2 separate regions of the Sus scrofa genome follow, and region 1 is linked to region 2. The links are chromatin contacts, called in public Hi-C maps. All regions are on one chromosome and are shown on one strand. Each heading gives the region's core, a stretch centred on a gene start, on an enhancer-like site or on the middle of the called end of the contact. The rest is flanking DNA. Distances are from core to core; before and after follow the strand shown. Region 1 overlaps TRPM3 (transient receptor potential cation channel subfamily M member 3). Region 2 has its middle 46 kb from the start of KLF9.

Region 1 (4,867 bases), core at 1,437-3,936, 180 kb before region 2:
GAAAACTAAAGATCTGGGGAGTAATGATGATAGGATGCTGTGGTCAGACAGAGTGTTACCCTGACATTCAGCGTTAAGAGGTGGAAAAATTTAGGATAATAAGGTCTAGGAGTGGCTATAAGAATGGGTTCTAGCATATTCTGAAATTGAGGTCATGCATCGTGAAGCTAGGTTCTGTGCTTGTCACTGCAGAGGTTGAAGTGTCAATATTAATGATAGGAGAGGGATGACAGGAACACTTGGAGCAAAATGACCTGGAACTCAAAGGAGAAAGAAGTTTTTGCACAAAAATGAAAAGCAGTGGTATGGAAGAGGCAAACAGTGTCAAAGAGAATGTGGCCATTGCTTGTGGGAATCCACAATGGTGGATGAGCAGGAAAGTGCAGTTCCCATTTGAGAAGGTTACAGGGAGGTGATGTATTCCTGCAAAATGGATTTTAGCTGAGGCAAGAAAATGCGGTATGGTGCTTCTGGGATAAGAAAGCAGAGGAGTTTGTGTTCACTGGTAACAGTGTTCCAGAAGGCTCTGGGGAAAGGGAGAAATTATGGGAAAATTCAATGGGCGGAAAGCCAACATCATATGAGGACAATAGCAGGAGGCAGAATAGTTAACCAGAGGAATTCACATTGAAGAAATAGAGGATAATAGATAGGACAACTTTTCTGGAGTTTTGAGACAGCTAGAGCCTGGAGCCCAAGTAATATAAGAAGCCAGATGAGGCTAATGAGATCTAGGCCTCAGACACAGACTGGAGTGGCCATTGCTCCGGTTTCCACGATTATGCTGGGGACAAATTGTTCTGGTGCCTGAGGAGTAGGTATGGCTCCCAGGTCGCAGCTGCATATGCTACCAGAAAATCAACTTTATGTCTTATTCTACCTATTTCTGTCTTGAATACCCACCCCATTACACTGGGGGGAAATCACGACCTCAGGCTCACCCCTCTTCACCTCCCCTGAGGTGGATTAATGTTGGGGGTGGGGACAAGTTGTAGTTTGGGGAAATCTGTCCACACAGTTTGCTGCTAAAAAACATCCATTATCCCCATCAGTGTGACCCTTCAAGTCTACCTGACTTTTGGGGTCTCCGCACAATCCCAAATCCTTGACGCTTTCTCCCTGCTGCCCCAAAGAAACCACATGGCCTGAGCCCACAAAGCACATGCAAGCTGGCATTCATTCTCAAGTACCCTCCTACATATGCACGGACACACAATTCTCCTCTCCCCTCCAGTCTTGCTCCTGCCACCATACATATTTTCATCTGTTTCCTAAATTCTCCTTCTTCTTGCCTCTTCTACAGATGCTTGCAGGTCCTGAGAGTTTTACATCCAGAACACAAAAGCAGCCAGAGACTCAAAGACTGTTTCTGGGTTCCACCTTGCAACCCCTTCTTCCCCAACACAGAGCCAATACCCGCTTGAAAGACAGGCAGGAAAAATGAGTGAGCAGTTGAAAATGCTATCCCACCACACTGAATTAACAATCTTGTACATACAACAGGATGTCCCCAATAAAAATAAACATTGGCACCAGGCATGCTAGATGTAATCTCTGCATTTCAAACGGAGGATGGTATGTGAAAGAATCATGGTCTGATGTCATAGTACATCATCTAACGGCACTGCTACAGGGATTTCTTAAACTCTTAGAATGGTAGTGGGTGTGGCAAGTTTTTCTAGAATAGCCCTGTCCAGTGGAATCTTCTGAGATGATGGAACTGATCTAGACCTGCACTGTCTTAATACCATATCTTCTAGTCACATGGGGCTAGTGAGCCCTTGAAATGTGTGTGGCCAGTGTGAATGAGAAAGAGAATTTTTAATTTTGTTTCATTTTAACTAATTTTTCATTTAAATAGCTGATCATTGCCAATGGCTACCTCATTGAGCAGCTCCATTCTAGAATATAAGAATCCTTTAGAATACCAACTCTGTGAGAACAGGAAACACATCTTCCTTGTTTCCTGCTGTCGCCTCAGCACTTCAAGTGTGTGTGGCACAAAGTAGGTGCTCAGAAAATATTTGGAGCATGAAAAAAAAACCTTGAAATAAGGAATAGAGAGTAAAGTTGTTATTTGCTTTTACACAATCTGAAAAAAAAAAAGATTTTGATGATACATATAAAGGAATTTGAAATTTTTCAATAGAAAAACGAAAAGGAATTAGGTTTATTATCAAGGAATTTAAAATTTGGATTAAATGTAATGATCATAGATTCATGCCCCCCCACACACACAAGGAAAAATGAACTCAGATGGGATCGTAGAATTGATAACTTCCTGCAATTTAGCTGAATTTGTATTCGAGAAGAGAATTACAGCCTGATTCAAGAAGTATTTATTGAGCAAGTTATTCTAGACTATGTGCAGAGATTGATGGTTGGACAGCTATAAGGAAGATGGGAAGAAAGAGAGGGAGAGACGAGTCAGGAAGGAGGAGGGAAACCAGGGAGGGAAGGCAGGCCCTTGATTGTGGAGGGCAGCTGAGGAAGGAAGAGAGAGCTATTGGAGCCCAGCAGTGGGCCCGGATGAGACCCATGCAGAGAGCCCTGCCAGCTCCGCATTGCTGGAAGTGGTTGCCATGCATCCCGTAACCAGGGGCCTTTGCACAGGCACAGTGTTCTGACCAAATGCAGTGAGGCAGATGGCTGATTTACACTCAGCAGAGCAGAGTACATCCCTTCTGATAACACGGCAAGATTTTAACTGATCTATGTTAACAACAACAAAAATAGACTGATCCACCACCCAGGTTAAATATTAGCAGACAATCCCAGCAAGACTCACATGTTAATTGTTTTTCTCAAATGTGACAGAGTCCACATAAGCCTGCAGCCTCAGTAAGGAGGGGGAAGGAAGATGCTCAAGATCTTCTCAAGATACTGTCCAGTGGAGCGAATAGCTTCCTGCCACTAGATTTCAGATGATGTCTGGCAAGGGATGTTTGGAATTACCTGGCATTCAGCCAAGTATTTGGTATCTATAATATCAGGCCAGAGGTTCAAGATGAGGACATGCTTGGCAGAAGACCCCAATAACTTCAGGTCAGATACAGAATTTGGTGTCTTTGCCGTAGTGACACACTCAGTTCAAGTAAACAACATCCTCTGATGCATTCAAACTAGAGGGGGCTATTTCTTGACCTGGGTTGTCCTTACATGGGTTTTCATTTTACTCTGGATATATATGTTTCATGGGCTCCAATCTGTATATGATCTATCTCACAATGTAATATAAAAAGGGATAAAACAGACATCCTGCCATCACATTTTCCACATTCTAGTTTGAGTGGGTTCATTCATTCAGTGACATTCACTGAGCACTGTGTGTGCTAGACTCTGTGCTAGGTGCTAAAGATTTAAGAGACATGCATTATTGCCTTGGCTTTAACAAAAGTTTAATGGGGATGATTGACAAGTAAACAAGTCATTGCAAGTCAGTAGGATATATATTTCCATAAGGTGCTGTATAAGAACTTAGCTCAAAGGAAAGAACACACTTTTATTTGAGGGTGGGTTGGGTGGGAGGGGGACATGGTGAAGCAGAGAAAAACAAGAGGGCAAAGTACAGTCAGAGAAATTAAGCTGGTTCATAAAGGCTATTAAGAGTTTCCTAGATAGATCATGAAAGGGCTTTCTAGACAGACACCATCATGTACAAAGCTAGACAGCATGACAAGGTGTGCCAGGTATAGGCATATGGAGACAGCAGATAAGTGAGACTCCTTCCCTGGACCAGTCAGTTAGGGGTTTGTCCCCTGCCCTGCAAGATACTCCCAAGCCTCCTTTACCTGCCTTGGGTTTACACATGGCACCATATTCTTTTTGTCTGGTTTCTTATATGTATCCCCTGCTGGACTTGTCCATGTTTTCCACCATATTTGAGTGAATGAATGGAGGAGGGGTTTAAAAGATGGATTATAAAAACTTTGTATGCCAGGCTAGGGAATTTGGATCTTTTCTCATGGGAAATACAGTCTTGACCTTGTGAGGCACTCCTTTCCAAGCTGAGGCTCTGGTTTATAGAATTCACAGGTTGTGTGTGCCAAGTAGGGATATTGTGCCTGGAAAATATGTTCATTTCAGGGAAACTAGATGAGCCATAGAAAAGTCCTTTGTTCTGCAGTGTCTTCTAGAAGAGGAGTAGCAAGTTTCAAAGACTCACAACATCCCCTGGAATAGGTTAAACCTACTGACTCTTCTCCCCTTAGTGTGAAGTATTTGAACCTTTAATGTTAACCCTCAAAATAGCCTAAATCAGCATTCAGGGAAGGAAAGTTAAGATGGGGGCAGGAAAGCAGATGGCTCTGGAGGGTGAGGCAGACTTTGAGCAGCCAGAGGGAATCATGAGGCGACTGTGTACCTGGAGGGCAGGGAAAGTGAGACGGGGTGTGGGAAAAGTTCAGAAAGAGAGGTGGTGGCAAAACAGCTATGCCTACATTGCAGTTTTGCCAAGGGCCTTGGCAGATGCCCGGCTTGCCTCCAAAAACCGTCTTCTATGCTGTCTGCAATAAATCGCTGATGCCTGAATTTAAATATCAGGATTACTTGAAGTTCCAAAAGCCTCAAGCTCCCCCAGTTCAGTCTGTAGGTGCTGGAGTTCCCAACTCCAGCTTCTCCAGTTCATCCAGATTTCTCCTCATCTATACCATGCCTCTCCCTGCTCAGAGGCTCACAGGTACAGAGGAGAGGAGTCACAGCATTCAGGTACCACCTTCTCTCACCTCTTGCTCTAGTTCACCCTTTGTTATCTTCAGGTCCATTGAAAATCTATTTCCCGGGAAGCTCAAAGATTTAAAAAGCCCGAGAACAGCCAACAGAAGCTGGAATACCCTCAAAGAAGTTTTCTTGTGACCACAGGATCTCC
Region 2 (5,013 bases), core at 651-3,150:
TTCATTTCCACATTGTTGTTGTTCTTGTTGGGATTTGGGGAGGTGTCTCTCTTCAAATGATTGTTTCAAGCCAGTCTCAAAGAACGGCATTATTATTTGTGTATTCATACCAAATCTATGCCTATAGCAGCCAATCCTGATCCCAGGTTTTTAAGGGTTTTTTTTATTAAAGTATAGTTGGTTTGCAATATTCTGTCAATCTCTGCTGTAGAGCAAAGTGACCCAGTCATTCTTTTTCTCATACCATTCTCCATCATGCTCTATCACAAGTGATTGGATATAGTTCCCTGTGCTACAAAGCAGCACCTCATTGCTTCTCCATTCCAAATGCAATAGTTTCCATCTACTAACCCCCAAATCCCAGTCCATCCCACTCCCTCCCTCTCCCCCTTGGCAACTACAGGTCTGCTCTCCACGTTGGTGAGTCTGTTTCTGTTTTGTAGACAAGTTCACCTATGCCACATTTTAGATTCTACATATAAGTGAAATCATATGGTATTTGTCTTTCTCTTTCTGACTTACTTCACATAGTAATGAGAATCTCTGGTTGCAAGCATGTTGCTACAAATGGCATTATTTTGTTCTTTTTATGGCTGAGTAGTCTTCCATTGTGTATATGTACCACATCTTCTTAATCCATTCATCTATTGATGGACATTTAGGTTGTTTCCCTGTCTTGGCTATTGTGAATAGTGCTGCAGCGACCATAGGGATGCATATATCTTTTTGAAAGAAACTTTTGTCCAGCTATATGCCCAGGGGTGGGATTGCTAGATCATATGGTAGTTCTATATTTAGTTTTCAGGAATATAATACTGTTTTCTATAGTGGTTTTACCAATTTGCATTCCCACCAGTAGTGTAGGAAGGTTCCACAATCCCATATTTTAACAGTTTTTAATATTCCATACATCTCACAGGTTGCTTCAGTGTTCTTGATGTAAATTCCTCAACATTTAGTTTCTGAAGAGCCACAATGTTTGGAACTGAGCAGCACAAACAATGTGATGAGAGTTATCACCAGATGACAAGTAATTTTGTACCACAATTCCAGAATATGCTGAAGAACAGTCAAAAAGCAAAGTCCAAGCAAGAGAACAAGCTTTTGTGTCCTGTCCTCTGGTTCATCTGCTTTAGGTGATGCTCTCTGAGACATATCCCAGCCCTCTTTCGCCTATGTTTTCCTTAGACCCCAATCCAACAGAGAACTGCACTTCATGGTAACACACCTCTCTGTAAAGATGTTTCTTCCATTTGGAAGCTACAGCTGAGGCAGGAGGGCAGATAATGAACAGTCTTTCCACCTGATCTCTATGGGTTCCAAAGACATCCTATTTATTTTTGCAAAATGAATCCAGGTTTTATATAAAGTAGTTTTATATTTCCACATTAGAATATAAAAGAAGGAATAGACCTAATACCCTTGTAAGACCCAAAGGAAATCAATTCACTAAGCTGAACATTCTACTCTTCTTGTTTATATACTCAGTAATGATTTTTAAGACTAGACTTTGGCTATAAATTCTGTCCATTTTAATAATATGATAGTTATTTTACCAGCAAAAGCAGGTTTATTCCAGGAGAGCCAGAGGAATTGTAATTTAGAATATATGAGGCATGGGGGACCGTAAGTGAATCCGGAAGCAAGGAAGGGGAACTTGCTTTTTATAGGAAAAAGAGGAGGGGTGGAAGGGGCTCTAGTAAATAAAAAATCCCTTGGAGGAAGCTGAGAGTCCAAAGTCTGAAGGCTTCTCATTGATTAGGCTGCTACAGTTTCTGATTGGCTGGACTGTCATGGGGCAGCGTTCTCTTCTTCCTGCCTAATAGTAATGTAGGCAACACTTTCACTTTCCTGTCCCAGATGTATGCATAGGTTACTTACTGTCTGGAGTAAGTGATAATGCGTAGAGCCCATGAGAGCTCCCCCTACAGGCTTGTCCCAACTCCAAGTTTAGCTGAGACTGCTTTAATTCCACGCTTAATAACAAGTATGGGTTATAATCATCAGTAAAGAAATTCTTCTCCTCCCTCTGTAATGATGATAAATAGATCATTTTTAATTTTAAATGAGAGGATGTCTTCTAGATGGCTTTTAGACATTGATTTTTGCTTATTCTATATCAAAACCCTCTTATGGAGACCCCCCAGGAACTGGTATCAACAATAGATAAGGCATGGAGTTCCCATTGTGACTCAGCAGAAGCAAATCTGAATAGTATCCATGAGGACGCAGTTTTGATCCCTGGCCCTGCTCAGCGTGTTAAGATCTGGCGTTGCTATGAGTTGTGGTATAGGTTGCAGACCCTACTCAAATCTGGTGTGGCTGTGGCTCTGATTGGACTCCCAGCCTGGGAACTTCCATACAGCGCTCCTACAGCCCTAAAAAACAAACAAAAAAAAAAACCCACAAAACAAACAGAAAAAAACAATAGATAAGGCAAAAAAAAAAAAAAAAAAAAAACCCAACAAACAGGTAAGCAAAACTTTGCAAGAAATAGCCTTCATGGTATGATTTGCTCTGGAATGAGAATCTCTTTATTAATTATCAAAGTCTCTTTTTCTCTGTTAATAGGGATGGTCAGGTTGATTTTTTTTTTAAGTTCTCAATATCTTATCAAATCAATGGTTTTAATGTTTTTAACAGCTTTGGTGAGATATGACTGACATACAAGAAACTGCATATATTTAAAGTGCACAGTTTATTTTGACATGTGTATACCCCTCATGAAAACAATCACAATCAAGGTAATGAACTTATCTACCAGCAGCCTCAAAATTTTCTCGTGCCCCTTTATAATTGCTCCATCTCATTCCTTTCTACTCACCTCTGCCACCTACCCAGGCAACCACTGATTGTTTTCTGACGCTATAAATTGGTTTATATTTTTAAGAATTTTGTATAAATAAAAGAATATAGTTCTATTTATTTTGGGGAGGGGGGGTCTGTCTCCCTTGCTCAGTATAATTATTTTGATCTCTATCCATATAATATTCCATTGCATGGATATACCATACCTTGTTTATCCATTCATCTATTGATGGGTACTTGGATATTACAAAGAAAGCTTCTATAAACATTTATGTAAAAATCTCTCTATGGACATAGGCTTTCAATTCTCTCGAAATACCGAGGAATAGAATAGTTGTATTTTATGGCACATGTATATTTAACTGCTTAAGAAACTGGCAAATTGTTTTCCAAAGTGGTTATATCATTCTACTTTCCCACCAGACTTGTAGGAGAGTCTCAGTTCCTCCATGTCTTTGTCACTAGTTGGTACTGAATATCTTTTTAACTTCAACCAATTCAGTGAGTGTGTAGTTGTTGAATTATGGTTTTATTTTTTGTCTTTTTGCCATTTCTTGGGCCACTCCTGTGGCATATGGAGTTCCCAGGCTAGGGGTCAAATCGGAGCTGTAGCTGCCAGCCTACGCCAGAGCCACAGCAACGCGGGATCCGAGCCACATCTGCAAGCTATGCCACATCTCACGGCAATGCCAGATCCTTAACCCACTGAGAAAGGCCAGCAATCAGACCCACAACCTCATGGTTCCTAGTTGGATTCGTTAACCACTGAGCCACGACAAGAACTCCTGAATTATGGTTTTAATTTACACTTCCCTAATGACAAATGCTGTTGAGTACTTTATAATGTGCTTTTTTATTTGCATATCTTCTTCAGTGGTTTTTCTGTTGTAACTTTTGCCCATTTAAAACTTTAGGGTATGTTCTCTCTTTTTCTTTGTTTTCTTTTTCTTTTTTTTTTCCTTTTTGCTTTTTAGGGCCACACCAGCAGCATAAGGAAGTTCCCAGGCTAGGGGTCGAACAAGAGCTACAACTGCAAGCCTACACCACAGCCACAGCAAATCAGGACCAGAGCCATGTCTCCGACCTACACCACAGTTCACAGCAACACCAGATCCCCAATGCACTGAGTGATGCCAGGGATCAAACCTGCAACCCGCAACTAGTATCCACATCCTCGTGGACACTAGTCAGATTCATTATGGATTCATTATGAATCCTAAAAATTTAGGGTATTTTCTAATTTGAAAGTATTTTGTATACTCTGGATACAAGCTCTTTATCAGATATAAATTATTTTGTACCAGTTCGTGAGTTGTTTTCTTTTGTTTTTTATTTTGTTTGTTTGGTTGATCCCTTGGCATATGGAAATCCCCAGGCCTGGGATCATACCCGTGCCACAGTTGCAACCCAAGCTGCAGCAGTGACAATGCCAAATTTTTAACCCACTGCACTGCAAGAGAACTCCCGTGACCTGTCTTTTTGTTTTTTATTCTTTTACCGGTCCTTTCAATGAGCAAAAGTTTTAAAATTCGATGAAGTCTAATTGAACAATTTCTTATTTTATGAATTGTGCTTTTGGTGTCATGTCAGAGAAACAATTATCTAACCCAAGATCTCAAAAATTTTCCCATTTCCCTTTAGAAGTTTTACAGATTAGGGTCTTATGTTTAATTCTATAATCATTTTGAGTTAATTTTGTGTATATTGAAACTATGGATCAAAGGTGGTTTGTTTTTTTAAATGTGACTATCCAGTTGTTCCAAATGAAAAGGATATCATTTCTCCACTAAATTGTCACAGCAGTTTTGTTGAAAAATTAGTTGTTTGTATATGTGTGTCTATTTATAAACTCTTTATTCTGTTCCATTGATCTATTTATCTATTTTTATGTCCATGGCACACTGCATTGATTAGTTTACAATACCTTTTGAAATCTTCTAGTGTTAACCATCAAACCTTGCTTTCTTTTTCAAAGTTGCTTTGAGTATTCTCAGTCTTTCAAATGTCCATACAAATTCTAGAATCAGCTTGTCAGTTTCTACAAAAGGGCCTGCTAGGGTTTCGATTGGGGTTGTGCTGAATCTAGCGATCAATTTGGGAAAAAGCTATCTTAACAGTATTGAGTTTCAGCTTCTGAACAAAGAGTATTTCTCCATTTAATAGGATCTGCTTTAGTTTCTCTCAGCAATGTTTTGTAGTTTTCAG

The links. A called contact is a pair of places that touch in the nucleus more often than the background predicts.
Region 1: a Hi-C map of liver shows a contact between it and region 2, with 3 times the contacts expected there. The contact joins two enhancer-like sites. A contact is called at or near these places in 4 of 47 Hi-C or Micro-C datasets (liver, mesenteric adipose tissue, retroperitoneal adipose tissue and 1 more).

The regions. Positions count from the first base shown.
Region 1 is chr1:223,879,285-223,884,151 of Sscrofa11.1, reverse strand. All of the region lies in intron 23 of TRPM3 (transient receptor potential cation channel subfamily M member 3), which reads left to right. Among named protein-coding and RNA genes, the nearest start is that of KLF9, 130 kb to the right of the region's middle. Within about 2 kb of position 2,686, at least 7 of the 83 cell types and tissues checked have an H3K27ac peak or open chromatin away from gene starts, as enhancers often do. A contact at or near this core is called in liver, where this site is marked.
Region 2 is chr1:223,698,703-223,703,715 of Sscrofa11.1, reverse strand. No RefSeq gene overlaps it. Among named protein-coding and RNA genes, the nearest start is that of KLF9, 46 kb to the left of the region's middle. Within about 2 kb of position 1,900, at least 13 of the 83 cell types and tissues checked have an H3K27ac peak or open chromatin away from gene starts, as enhancers often do. A contact at or near this core is called in liver, where this site is marked.